4 separate regions of the Zea mays genome follow, and regions 1, 2 and 4 are each linked to region 3. A link is a contact called in public Hi-C data. All regions are on one chromosome and are shown on one strand. The core of a region is the stretch at or near the end of the contact, and the rest is flanking DNA. Distances in the headings are between cores, read along the strand shown. Region 1 holds the start of LOC100278642. Region 2 holds the start of LOC100274072 (pollenless 3). Region 3 has its middle 31 kb from the start of LOC100273604. Region 4 holds the start of LOC100277301.

Evidence for each region. A called contact is a pair of places that touch in the nucleus more often than the background predicts.
Region 1: a contact with region 3 is called in a Hi-C map of endosperm, with 2.1 times the contacts expected there. The contact joins the promoter of LOC100278642 here to the enhancer-like site in region 3. A contact is called at or near these places in 2 of 25 Hi-C or Micro-C datasets (ear and endosperm).
Region 2: a Hi-C map of endosperm shows a contact between it and region 3, with 3 times the contacts expected there. The contact joins the promoter of LOC100274072 here to the enhancer-like site in region 3. A contact is called at or near these places in 2 of 25 Hi-C or Micro-C datasets (ear and endosperm).
Region 4: a Hi-C map of leaf shows a contact between it and region 3, with 4 times the contacts expected there. The contact joins the promoter of LOC100277301 here to the enhancer-like site in region 3. A contact is called at or near these places in 3 of 25 Hi-C or Micro-C datasets (ear, leaf and tassel).

Annotation. Positions count from the first base shown.
Region 1 is chr6:168,493,373-168,496,783 of Zm-B73-REFERENCE-NAM-5.0, reverse strand. It overlaps LOC100278642, which reads right to left and starts at 1,722. Exons shown (of 1, transcript NM_001364470.1): 1 at 1,162-1,722. The coding sequence starts at 1,618. The coding sequence ends at 1,436.
Region 2 is chr6:168,859,921-168,863,209 of Zm-B73-REFERENCE-NAM-5.0, reverse strand. LOC100274072 (pollenless 3) reads right to left here and starts at 1,691. Exons shown (of 4, transcript NM_001148451.1): 1 at 1,298-1,691; 2 at 169-381; 3 at 1-75. The coding sequence starts at 1,417.
Region 3 is chr6:168,657,491-168,660,582 of Zm-B73-REFERENCE-NAM-5.0, reverse strand. No RefSeq gene overlaps it. Among protein-coding and RNA genes, the nearest start is that of LOC100273604, 31 kb to the right of the region's middle. Within about 2 kb of position 1,337, at least 17 of the 20 cell types and tissues checked have an H3K27ac peak or open chromatin away from gene starts, as enhancers often do. A contact at or near this core is called in ear, endosperm, leaf and 1 more, where this site is marked.
Region 4 is chr6:168,828,398-168,831,959 of Zm-B73-REFERENCE-NAM-5.0, reverse strand. It overlaps LOC100277301, which reads left to right and starts at 1,464. Exons shown (of 2, transcript NM_001150906.2): 1 at 1,464-1,868; 2 at 2,020-2,439. The coding sequence starts at 1,582. The coding sequence ends at 2,062.

The sequences.
Region 1 (3,411 bases), core at 473-2,972, 160 kb after region 3:
TATTAAATGTATAGCTTATATTATAGTATTATAGGAGGGTTATTATATAAACATGCTTTTAGTTGGTTAGGCAGCATCATAAGGCACGTCATGAGCTATATAATTAAACTTGTTATAAACCTCACTAAATAAACTTAGGGAGTGTTTGGTTCGAGAGCTAGTTGGGATAGAGCGGCTCCATCTTAGGGAGTGGCTTCGCTTGAAAGATTTTAGGGAGTCAGATAGTTCAACATCTGAGCATATTATTCCTTTTTAAAGTCATTCCATTTTATATGGAACCAATCCAAATAACAACAAATTAGAAACGGAGCACCTCTGTCCCACGATACGCTGGAAAACACTACCTTAATGTTTGTGATACCTTGCACTCCCAACAGATCTCATCTCGTGCCAGCCATTGCTAGACTGTCAGATTCCTCTTATCAGTTGTGACCCTCCTTCGTAGGTAGCAAACAGAAGTGGCGAGCTACAATGGACATGATGATAAGAAGCCAATATATTGGGCCAATCATGTGTATATAGTGGCGGAGACACACATAGGGCCACTAGGGCTCGGGCCCTACTCTTGGACCAAAAAATTGCTAGGGTCTCAAATATGTTCTGAAGGAATGAGAGAATTCGTATAGTCATATGTGTCTTTATCTATACATTTGCATGATTTAAAATTTTCTAGTTGATATCAATGTTTGTTAGTGTTATATTGGGCTCTACACTTAGAGAAATCCTGGCTCCGCCACTGTGTGTATATGTGAATTAATGGCATGAATAATATATGAGAACTTAACCACTAGCTTTCTGTATTTCAATAATAGGTAGGCAATTTATTTTATCATGTTACCTTGTACAGCAATATGCAATGGGAATCACTCGATTATTGATATCTGCACGTGGTGTCTTGGGTGCTTGCAGGATCGAATGGTGAAGGTACGTGGTGAACCTTGGTTTAAAATTCACATCATACTGTTTTAATACACATGGATTGAAATAGATGCATCATGCATGCACGTCCAAACAAGTTCTTATATGGATTGATTCACCCTCTACTTTCATGACTTCAGTTCTAGCAAATGATGTAATTAACGTTGTTATGAGACGGCTTCGTCAAAAGAAAAATTAAAGGAGATTAGTGAAAAATCTAAGAGTCGAATTGATCCAAGAGTAGTCTTAATCCAATTATTAGCATCTCTCAAACAGTGTAAAATGAAGAACCAAACTGCAGTTCTCTATAGTTTATACATATATCATGTACTAATTACGAGATCCATGGTCACACAATAAAAAAATGAACACGTAATTACAAACCTATACACACCAAAACATGAGAGCGAGAGAGAGAGAAGAAGAAGAATCTGAGCAGGCAAACAATTCGGCTGGGCACAACACACAGAATTTCCGACGGTCAAACACGGTGTCTACGCCTGAATGTTCACGGCGTTCAGAAGAGGTAGCCGAAGACAAGCGCGGTGAAGGACGCAGCGGCAACGGCCGGCGCGGCCATGGACGCGGCGGCGGACGTCGGAGCGGGCGCCGGTCCCTCGGCCGCTGAGGCCGTGCCGACCAGGGACGCGGCGACGGCGGCCGCCACGATGAGGATCCTGAGCTTCAGGGTGGCCGCCATTTGCTCCTCGGTCTTAGTGGAACGACGAGATGTATTGCTTGCGAGTGCAGCGAGAGCAAGCTGTGGAAGCCGTGAGTGTGTGTGTGAAGCTCGTGTTCGCGGATGGAGGGGACGAGATCGCTTGGGGTGGTGTTATATACAGGCAGCGTCACGGCGAGGGCCTCCGTCTGCTCGTCGCATATGCGCAAAAGCAAAGGCAGCGAGGCAGTAGAGGTTAGGTAGGGGAGGCGAGCAACAAGGAGACTGGCTGGAAACCATCTGGCATTTCTGCAGTGACGATTAGCTCGTGGCCGCCCGCCTTTTCTTGACAATTCATGGCCGGTTTGGTTGGCTGCTTCGCTGGTGTTGCGTGATGCATCATCGTTCACTGGCCCTTAACTGATTGCCTTGCATTGCCTGGATTAAAAATTAAAATACGAGTGCTGTTGCGGAAGGAGAGTAGCCTGGCTGGCCGGCCGGCTAGCTGTTGCTGACGGGTTGGGTCCCCATTTGTACTTCCCGTGGTGGTGTTTGATCTGTCTTTAGTACTTTGGCCTTGCGATTAGCTGGTTCTCTCTGTAGATAGCCGCGCACAGGTGCTAACAGCCCGCATCCAGTAGCCCACACTACCGGACACAGCCGCGCCCAGGATTCACCGTCCGCACGGCAGGACGCGTGTCATTCACCAGTTCGGTGCGCTCCCGCGACGGCCTCCTCCAATCCGGCGGCTTTGGGGGCATCCTCCGGGACGAACTCACCTGATTCATGTTTATGACTTCCATGATTATTTTTTATGCCAACCACTGCACTTTTTTCGTATGTCATTTAAGGATTTTATGATGATGAATATAATGTTTCTCACTAGGCTTGGTATTTTTTACGGTAATAACATTAATGTTATATTTTCCACTATTTTACGTTCAAACTTGATGATTTTTACAATCATAAATACAACGTATCTAAGTTATCAACATCTCTCACGTTGGCTTGGTATGTATTTTACGCTTAAACCTGGAGTGCGATCACCAGTGAAACGCGTGTATATATTTTTCATGGTATCCATAACTGCCATAAAAAATGAAACCCCCCTAATCAATCTCTTGATTTATGGTGGTTACATGGGTGTGTAAGATTGTTGGTTGGTAGTGAACTAATATTTACGTTGTATTCAAACACTATTTTATGCTTAAGAATTTTACGCTCGAACCTAGAGTACGCTCACTAGCGAAACGCATGGATATTTTTCCTATGCAGATCAAAAAAGGAATCACGTGATTTATGGTGTCTAGAACTGCCATAAAAAATCAAATCCCCTAATCAACTCATCTAATTAAATCCATTAATCAACTCTCTAATCAATCCCTTGATTTATGTTGGTTGCATGGGCGTGGAGGACTATTGGTTGGTAGTGAACCACATGAATACAACACGTCATAGTTATCAATGTCTCTCATGTTGGGTTGGTATTTACGGTCAAATTGAGGATTTTTACAATCAAAACTGCAGAATTTAACGCTCGAACTGAGAATGCGTCACTAGCGTCCTATATGCATATTTTCTGCATGCATAACAAAAGGGAATCTCGTGATTTATGGTGTTCATAACTGTCATGAAAAAATCATCTCGTTGAGCATTGTAACAACATTTACTCTTATTTGACATAATTTACGCTACAAATTAAAGATTTTTACGCTCAAATCTGGGTTGTGTCCACATAACGTTCCGCATGCAAATTTATCGAATGCACAACAATTTTTGGATCTACCATAATTTTTGGACCTGCCATAATTTTCGGATCTAAAACTGCACATGCA
Region 2 (3,289 bases), core at 442-2,941, 200 kb before region 3:
GAAGGCCTCGCCAAGGTATATCGACTTGAGCTTCTGTTTCAGGAGCTCGATCTGCTCCTCAACTTTCCCGCATTTCTGGAAGGTGTGGCCACATCATATTATTATTAGAACGTAGGGTCTCTTGAGCGCTCGAACGTGCAAAGGTTCGCAGAGGCAAAATGTGTGTACCTTGTAGAGGTCAATGAGGAGGTTGTCGAGGGATTCCTGAGCCTGCTTGGAGCAGAGGTGCCTGAAGGACCTGATGGCCTCGATTGCCTCCTCGGAACGGTCCTGCTGCTTCATCACCATGGCCATGTCCTTCAGGGCGCTGTCCACCCTGTCCCCTGAGTTGATTGCCTTCCAGAACCACACGATCGCCACATCCGGTTGCTTCTCCACGAGCTGGTTCTCATGCAATGAAAAAAATACTATACAAATTAGGCTTAAGAAAACTCTAAAAAAGCAGCGATGAAGATAGGGGTCATGATTCAAATGTTTCTTCACAATTTGTTTGAGCCCTAATTTTAGTTAAAAAAATGAATAGAAATAGAGTCTGATCCTAATCTGATCTAATCCTTAAAATTTGTAGTGTAAAATTTAAAGCTTATTACAACCTCTAGATGAAGACCGTTACCTGGAATCGAATAAAATCTTGTATAGTAAGCATAAATGAAGCTGTCACAGTTAAGTGTTTAAGTACTTAATTTTAATAATTAGTCATGAATCACAACATTTAATGGATCTCGACCCAGTAAATAACTTATACTCCTACCCGTTTCAGACAACCATGTACTCGTGGACGCCCAATATGGAAGTAGTACAATAGAGTGGGTCAATAAACAGCGTATCTAAAAGCATAGAACCGGATATAAAGAACTATCACAGTCAATATCCACATACTATAAAGTAAAAGGCAATCCAGCCGTAAAGTTCCAAATACACGATGTCAGGTTTCTACTGACGAACGAAACAAAGACGCTAAAATATTTGAATATCATGATCATGAAGACATTTTACTTGTATGATTTGCCAAGAAAAAGGGCGTACTAACTCATGAGGTTGTTCATGCCTACAACAGCGTCTGGTGCAAAGGTGGTTAGATGGATCGCCGTGTAGAGCACTGAGCACTCAAGGAAGCACCTTAACGCACTTGCTTTGATGCAAAACATAAATGGGTTTAGGAGTATATAGATGAGCTAACAGTAACGCCAGGGCTGCTGCTATGCCGATATATACAGTATATTGCTATTACGATCTAGAGGAGTCAAAGAAAAAGGAAGCAGGGACAATTGGCGAGAAGAGCAGGAAGGACTGTAACCTGGAGGTGCTTGGCTACGACGTACGGGCTGTCGCCGGCGGGCACCTTGTGGACGACATGGAATAGATCCTTCTTGTCCGCGCCGCCGGCAGCACCAAATCTCCTCTTCGAAGAAGCCATGGTGGTGGTGGCTAGCTGAGGTCCGAATGGGGACGGGGTCGGCTCCGCGAGAGACGAGGGGGGGCGATGAGAACGAGCAGCGCCCGCTGATATGCGGTTTCTTTTCGCGGTTTGCGGGATCTGGGGGCAACGAAGAGGGGGACGGGAGGAAGATGAGGGGGCCGGAGTGAACCTGGACGGGAGGGCGTCCAGATTCCGGAGACGGGGTTGGATGGGGACATGGCGCCCATCCAGCTGAGCCGCTGAGGCAGGTGGGGTGACGTGTGATGATCCGAGGCCGGGTGCAACGACGTGCTTGCGGCGCCTAGAGGTTGATGGCAGGGGAGAACTGACCTGAACTGGTGATGCTCAGAACGAGATGGTTAATTATTCCGCTTACACCAGCACTGAACACGTCCAAATGTGGAATTGATCTGTTTACAATTTAATACCTCCGGCTATGGTTAACCATAGTTTAGGCATCAAAGTTGACTTCTGATTAGCTATTATTGGTCATTTAGTTATGATCAAAGGTGTTAGTTTTCTTCCATAATTCTTTTGCGTATTTCTTTTATAAGGATACTACTAGTATTTGTTTGCAATACAAAATTTCAAACCTACCCTTAACTTTAATCATGATGTTTGAGTTGTCCTTTTGTATTTCTTTCTATACATACTTTTCTACTCTATCCATTCTAAAATTTTAAAAATATTTTAGCTTTTCTAGATATATTATTTTACTATATATTTAAATATAGTGTATATTTAAGTGCATGACAAAAACTATGTATCTTAAAAATTTAAAATATCTTATAACTCAAAATTGAATAAGTCTCTATTATCTACCATATATAAAATATCAGTTTCAACGGTCTCGTCATACGTCACAATTTCTACTTAATGCAAAATGGTTACTGGCTCCATATTCAGACTCACATAACCAATATATCTTATTAAAGGCAATTCATATAATATATAGAAACCGTACCAAGTCCTGGCTATGTTTTCTTCATATAATATACATGGCCGAGCTTGAAGTTGAATACATGTGCAAAACCGTAATACAACCATGCCTGTAAATTCTATTTTCCGGCCTTGCAACTTCTAGCTATGATTTCTAGTTCTAGCAAACCTTTCATATATCCAATACTTATTTGGTTTTCATCTAATATGTCCTCTCCATATATGTTAAATCTACATGAGGCTTCTAAGTTCCAAAAAAAGTTTTTTCAACTCAACTTCGTATTTTTAAAATACTAAAGCCGTTTTCGTACGTTGCAATAGAAAAAACCATAATAGTTGAAGTTTGAACTTGTGTTATATTATTGCCAAAATTCATTCTTTGGCCAAATCGTTTGCAACATTTTATTTGTAGCCAATCGACACTTGAGTCGCAACATTGGATGGTCAAACAGTGACCAGGTCATTGGTTCAATACAAATCGGGGAAGTGGAGGCGCTTTTAGTATGGCCTAGGATGATGAAGGTCTACACGGTCGAAGAATTCATCTAGGGGTGCTCAATCGGTGGGATGTTTCATTTTGTTGGGTAGTTGACTAGAGGGACGATTCAATGCATTTCACTGTAAGTTTGTCTAGCACTTTATTTATTATCATAATTCCATGTCATCCGCCGGGTGCAATTTCATAATTTTCTATATCATCATCGACAATGGCATAGAAGGGATTGATATATGTAATTGTCTTACGTCACCGACGATAACATAGGAGGGTAATAAATTGCATCCAAATAGCATAGAAGCGATGAGAACACTTGCACTGACAAATAAAGTACCAGACAAAACTACAATTTCCCTTGTCTAGAGGGGTGTTGTTTGGAGACGTCAATGGGGTGCAAAAAATGCTGTGAACGGTGGGAGTTCTGTCATGATGGG
Region 3 (3,092 bases), core at 88-2,587:
ATTTGCGGATGCCTGATGCCGCTACTCCTCTGTACGTACGTACGTACGCGTATCATCAAATTATTGAGCGAATCAATTATTAATTTCTTTCACTTCCAACATTATTAGCAACAGCTGTACCCGGCACTTGATCCAAAATCATGCTGATGAAGTATCTATTAATATATTCATGTATGACCAAGAGACAATCATAACATATGTATAGTTAGTGTCGATCTATAATCTTTAGTCAAATACTATTTTAGTTAAACGTGATAGATAGATATACTATCTCTTCAAGCTAGCCCACGGCTGTATGCCTGTATCAAAGAATAGCGTATTTGAATCGCTGAACGTGTAATCAAATTGCTGGATTGCAGAAGATTAAGATGATAATAAATGTATAACTATCAAATTCACAGGTAAGATAGATCAATTCCACTGAAGTTTCTTTTTGTTCCCTGGTGTGACTTGCATCCATGGCGGTTCCATGTGGACTGGCCAGGTATATAGCGAGGCTCCAACAGATACATAGAAGTCGCGTCTGCATTGGGCAACGGCGCAGCGGAGCACGGGGAGCCAGACAAAAATAAAAAGTTAGGTCTTCTGTGCAAAGCCACTAGGATTGATTGGACAGACATGGACTGTTTGGTTCAGTTTTTTTTAACTAGCTTTTCTGAGGATCTGGCTGTGAGGAGAATCTGAGTATCAGTAGAATTACGTGTAGAGTAAGATAAAGTTGTCCATATGACTCATAATTTAGAAAGTGACGGATTCCTGTTATTACAACGACTCAACCGATTATATGTTTATGTTGATATTTAGTGGTTTTTATCCAAACAAATTTTACAGAAGCTGACTGAAAAGCTAAACGTTTGACAGTCCACAACAGCTTTTAGTGAACAGAAGCTGCAAAAAGCCGAAAAACACGGGTGCAGTAGACATTAGCCGCCTCAACTGCCATATATGCCGGTGCAGCTTGCTTTCCCATGCGTCCCATTCTCAGGCAACAAAGGGGCATGCCGCGCCACTACTGTTCTCATTTTGAGGTGCCCCGTCTGCCGCCATCGCCTAGATTTCTAAGAAACTGGCAAGCTTCTCCTACACGGGCGACTACAATGCTCCAATCTATCTCTGCACACAGCATACATGTCGAGGCTAGCTTGGACCAAGATATGTTCTTGATACTTTATAAAAGGCGATGCGAAACGTGTGTTGTCTGGTCAGCGCATTAGACACGCCCGAATCTCTGAATCTTCTGGTCCAACTAGTGGGACGGAAAACGTACTGGAACGGTCGAACCACATGTTCTACGCGTCCGTTAGGGTTGGGCTGCTTCTTCATGGGCCAAATAGAAACACGCAGTCTTTTCTCGGCCTAGTACGTGCGGATGCTCGCTTCGACCTAGCCAAAGCAGGCACGACCCATCCAATGCATGCTTCTCGTTTTCTTCTCTTCCGTTTTTTTATTTCTTTTAGGCTAGTTTGCCAACACCATTTTTTAAAAGTATTTTCATTTTTTAAGAAAAATTAGTTCATTTTTTAAGAAGAATCCCATGAAAAAATAGGGTTACTAAACTAGCCCTTAGTGTTTTATTTTATATGTGGTTTTTTTATTCTTCTTGTCATTTATCCTTATCTTCTTTATCTTCCTTTTATTCCTATTTTTATTTTTTTCATTTAAATTTTGTTTTTTCTTATGTTCACACTCATGTTTCAAGATATGTCTTATTGTGACCTTTACCTAGTATGTATGTGATGTTTTATTATGTAATTTGTGATGTTCACATAGCACGAATAAGTTGTTCCATTATTATCTTTGGGTATTACTCATGAGATGTTCTATAGTATATTTAAGGTTCACCTAAAAGTATCCATATTATATTCATTGTGGTTTTTATTACGTTTATTGTTTGTGTTTCATAGTATATTTTATTTTCTTTCCACTTATTTACATTTAACTCTTATTTTATTTTATTTATCCTTCAGAATATTCATTTTATTTCCACTTTTACTTGACTTTTTCCTTCGCATATTTCATTTTTTCTTGTTTGTTTTTATCTATTATGTAGTTTTTTCTATTTTAATTACTATAACTTTATTAGATACATATAATGTCTATGTAGTATACATATGATGTTCTACGATATGTTTTTAGTGTTTATATAGTATAAGTGAGATGTCCCATGATTATGTTCGAGTATTTATATAGTACTTGTGAGATATTATATGATATATTTTAGGTGGTTCAAGTAATATCCATGTGATGTTTTTTGTTTATTTTTTTATTTCTATTTCTTTTATCATTTTATTATGATGTATTATGCACTTTTTTCATCGGCAGTGTTAAGAACGCGTGGCATGTTCTACATCATATTTTAAGTTGTTTAAATTGTACCATATGATGTTCTTTTTTATTTTCTCTATATTTTTTATTTTTATTCTTCATTATTAGCCTACGAATATTCACATGTTTTGTTGGAATTGTGGCCATATAAAAAGTGATCAAGTCTGTAATGATGATATACGTGATGGGTCAGGGATAACACTAATTAAAGAAAAGTTTTTTTAACATCAGTTGAGATGGTCTATACATGTTTAATAAAGACCTCTAGAGACACCAGTACTTAGTGGGATCCTAATGCGCAATAGTAATAAGAGGAGAGAAAGAAAAAGACCGAAGTTCATATAGCAAGAGGCAATAAAATAAAACTTGAAAGGATAACATATTTCTAAAGTTTTAGCCTCAAATAGGATCGAGTACATGAAAAACAGTTATCCATATATTCTATTAACTCTAGCCTCCACGTCAACTTTTTTAGGATACAAACCTTTGTTATTGTTAACAATACCGGTGCCTCTAAGGATGTATTTTTATTTTCAGTATTGGGTTGTTTAACATAACCGTTCTCACAAAATTCTCTTTTAGAGCCGGCTTATTATGACCTACCACTAGAATGAACTGTTCTTATGAGCGAAGCCATAATACTGTTTTTTTACAACCGCTCCTAAAAACTGAATTTGACCACGTCTATAAATTATTTTTGTAATAGTAGATTTAAATAATGTAAATAATTTCACAACTACTACAAGCCATCCATGCTGTCTATTAGT
Region 4 (3,562 bases), core at 215-2,714, 170 kb before region 3:
TAACTAGTGGGATAGTTATATAGTGTGTCCATATTTGTATTTTATGAAGACAGAATAGACCGGACTGAACGCCCATCAGGTCACCACTAGTGGTGGTAGTTGCTAGTGGGTGTACTCGACCATATATCTATGCCACTATATAATCTACCACTTTAAAATCTGAAAACCCACCCAGCAAAGTCACCATCACACCCATAACCTCCACACTAAATCCACAAAACAAAATGCAACCAGACTTAACACACCATCAAAACCAACAGTTCAGATCGCTAGATAAAACACTCTCTCTTATTCACTCAAACCCAATAAACAATATTATTTGGATCATCCTTAATCCCTCTCCCCCTGTGCCACGTCGTCGCTAGCCTCCTCTTGTCCTTGTCACCTCCTCCCCTCAGTAACGCCGTCATCAACCTCTCCCCTCGCGTTGCCTTCGTCGTTGTTAACCCTCCTCGCTGATATCGTTGCATTAGCATGGGTTATATGCTAATATATATAGTGAAAGAAGATGAATAAAGAAGAACATGCGGAAGATGTATAAATGGAGCACAAATAATTTGTGCCATTGGATCATACATCGAACGGCCCGTCCAAACAAAACACCAATTCCCTCATATCATGACATTTTGCTTTTTTTTTTGGTAACCGCAGGATGATGGAAATGGAGTGTGGCAACGATCTCGCACTCTGATTTGAATCACTGCACGAAACTCGACAAGAATCTATAGGCGCCGCCCGGCGCCGGGGTAGCTCGCCATGTGGGCACACCGCACACGCAGGATAGGCCCGCATGAGAGGAGGGAGAGTCCGCACGGCCATCTTCTCTCTAGTCTCGAACGACAAATAAACAAGCGAAGCGAAGGAGGCATGTCCAGTCCAGGGGCCCCCGCCACCGCCAGCTTCCAAAGGGAGCGAGGACTGAGCAGAGCAGCTCGGACGGAACGCCGAAGCAGCTGGAGCTGGTCACTCACGCACGTCGCGAAGGCAGCTCTCACCTGACCCAGCCCATGCGTGGTCCTACAAAAGCGCGGCAGATTTGCTTTGAACTCGCAAAGACAAAGAGGAAAAGAGCAAAGCTATCAGGAAGCAGCAGAGGTGGATGGAGAGAGAGAGAGAGAAAGAAAGATAGACTAAAGAAGCGCCAAGAGCAAGGAAAGCGAAGCGGGCAAAGCGGCGAGCAACGAAAGAAGAGAAGCGAGGTACAAGAAGGAGATAAGAATGTTTACAAAACCAACGAGCAGGCCGGATCCGATCCATGTCATGTCGCAGATACCCCACGCCACGCGCTGTTGTGCATGTCTTCCTCCGATCCCCGCCCCCGGGATCATTGATCGCCAGCTGCATGCGTTGGCATCCTTCCTTCGTCATCATGCTGCTCTGAGTCTGCTCCCCTCTGCTTTCTTTTTCCCTTCTCTGCGCCACCGGCTTCACCATATAGCTCGGAGAGCTCAGCCCTGGCTGTTAGTGCCTCTGCTTCATCGTGCGAGCGAGGGCATTTGGATTCGGATTCGAGGCGGTGCACTGAAGTGCCTAGCTAGTGCAGGGAGAAGCAGCAAAGCTCTCTCTCTCTCTCTCCCTTATATGGGAGCAAGGCCGGACGGGGCGCCGGGGGCTGTGGAGTGCTGCGGCCGCAGGCTGGTACGACTGCTAGCCTTCCTCTTCCTGGTCTGCGCTTGCCTCGTGATGGCCGCCATGGTGGCGACGACGGACGGCGGAGCGAGCTTAGCAGGGCCGTCGTCGAACAGCGCTGCGTCGTCCGCCACGAAGACGGGCGGCTCGCCGGCGTGGCGTTCAGGCGGGACGGCCGCAGACGCGTTCCGGAGCAGCGAGAGGAGGATCCCCAAGGGGCCCGACCCGATTCACAACAGGTACGTTGGGAGCTAGTTAGTGCGCTGCCTGCACTGCACTGCACTGCACTGCACTGCATGCAGGCGTGTCCTCCCTGTCCTGCGGCTCGAACACCTGCAGTGCAGATGCTCACCTTCGTTGGGATTTGGGAACGTGCTGTGCTGCCTGCAGGCGTGCCGGGAAGACGACGACCGCGCCGCGCCGGAGAGACTAGCTAGCCGGAGGCCGGCCGGGGGCGGCGGCGGCGGCGGCAACAGAAGCTACCACTGCCGGTGCTCATCGTCCTGCACCTGAAGCAGCAGCAGCAGCTGATCTGATCGACATACAGTTCGTGTTCGGCAGCTAGCCCCTAGCCATGCTCGGAGAGGTTTAATTAATTACGCAGCGGACTCCTTCGATGGGGGTGGATTTTTGGTGATCATTCTGGGGGTATGTATAAACCTGCAACCTACCCTTGCAAGGATTAGTTTTTCTTCTTCTGTTTTTCTTCTTTCAAGTTTCACCGAGGTGGAGTGGAGGTTGACCGACATTCTGTTCTTCCCGCATATTCTTGTGAGATTTTGATTCCAATCAGTGTCTATCAATTCAATTTCGATCTCCCTCTCTGTAACCACATGTCGTGTGGCGTGCGTGCGTGTAAAAAATCGAGAAAACCGAGCCTGCCCTGTCCGGGCTTCAGCTTGTTTGTTCTAGCTAGCTCGATCTAGCGGAAACGACTGCCGTACCCTTTCTGTTTATTTTTAGTTGTCGCTGGATAGTGGAAAATTGAACTATCTAGCGACAACTAAGAAGAAACATATGAAGTATAAGTGAGACGTGTAAGCGAGTCTTCTGAATATTTAAATTATAATCTAATTAATTCCTTCACCACCAGCTTGTATACCTTTTATAAAAAAATCTCTAACAAAAACTACAATTACACTTTCGGTTAGATCTTGTTCTAAAGATTAAGAAAGCTCGCTTGCACGTGTTTCTATGTAAGACTTGCTTGCATAGCCGTCGTTTCCAGCTTAGCATGATGTACTCCTACTCAAGTGACAAGTGAGTGCCATGATATGGTGATTCATTGCGCGCTCTGTGCAACAGTAAACCATGCTTTTTTTTTATTTGTGGTTCCAATCATGCGTGTGGTCGCTCGCATGGCATATATACTGGCGAAAGCGAAAGAGGCGGCGGTAGATGCTAAATTAAAGCAAGCATCGGTGCGCACGGCCTTGTGTGTTGCGCGTGTGCCGTACGTCAGTCAGTACGTGCTTCCTCCCCCCGCTTTTTTACTTCTTTTGTTGCAGCTGCACTGCAGGCAGGCTACTATACTCCCGTTTTTTTGTTTTTTTTTCTCTCCAAGTGTTCGATCGAGGAGAAAGATCGAAAAGAGATGAACACAGACCGTCAAGCGTCGATTCCCGTCCCGGATGACGGGACGAGTTCGAAGCAGACACCTTGTGGGTCGGCTGAGACTAAAACAGTACTGCACCGTACCGGTCATTACAGTTTCTACATATTACAATAGATACACATTGTTTAAATGAATAGTTATTAAAACACGAGTTTGAAATCTTTACAATAATAGAGGAATTCGTCATGTGTTTGTTAACGTGTATCAGGTCTCCATTGACACCTCTACTCAACACCCATAAGGCTGTCTCAAACAACTCTCCTGTCTTATTCCATATCTTAAACTTTACCTTTTCAAACAGTGTGTCCCATCTCCTAT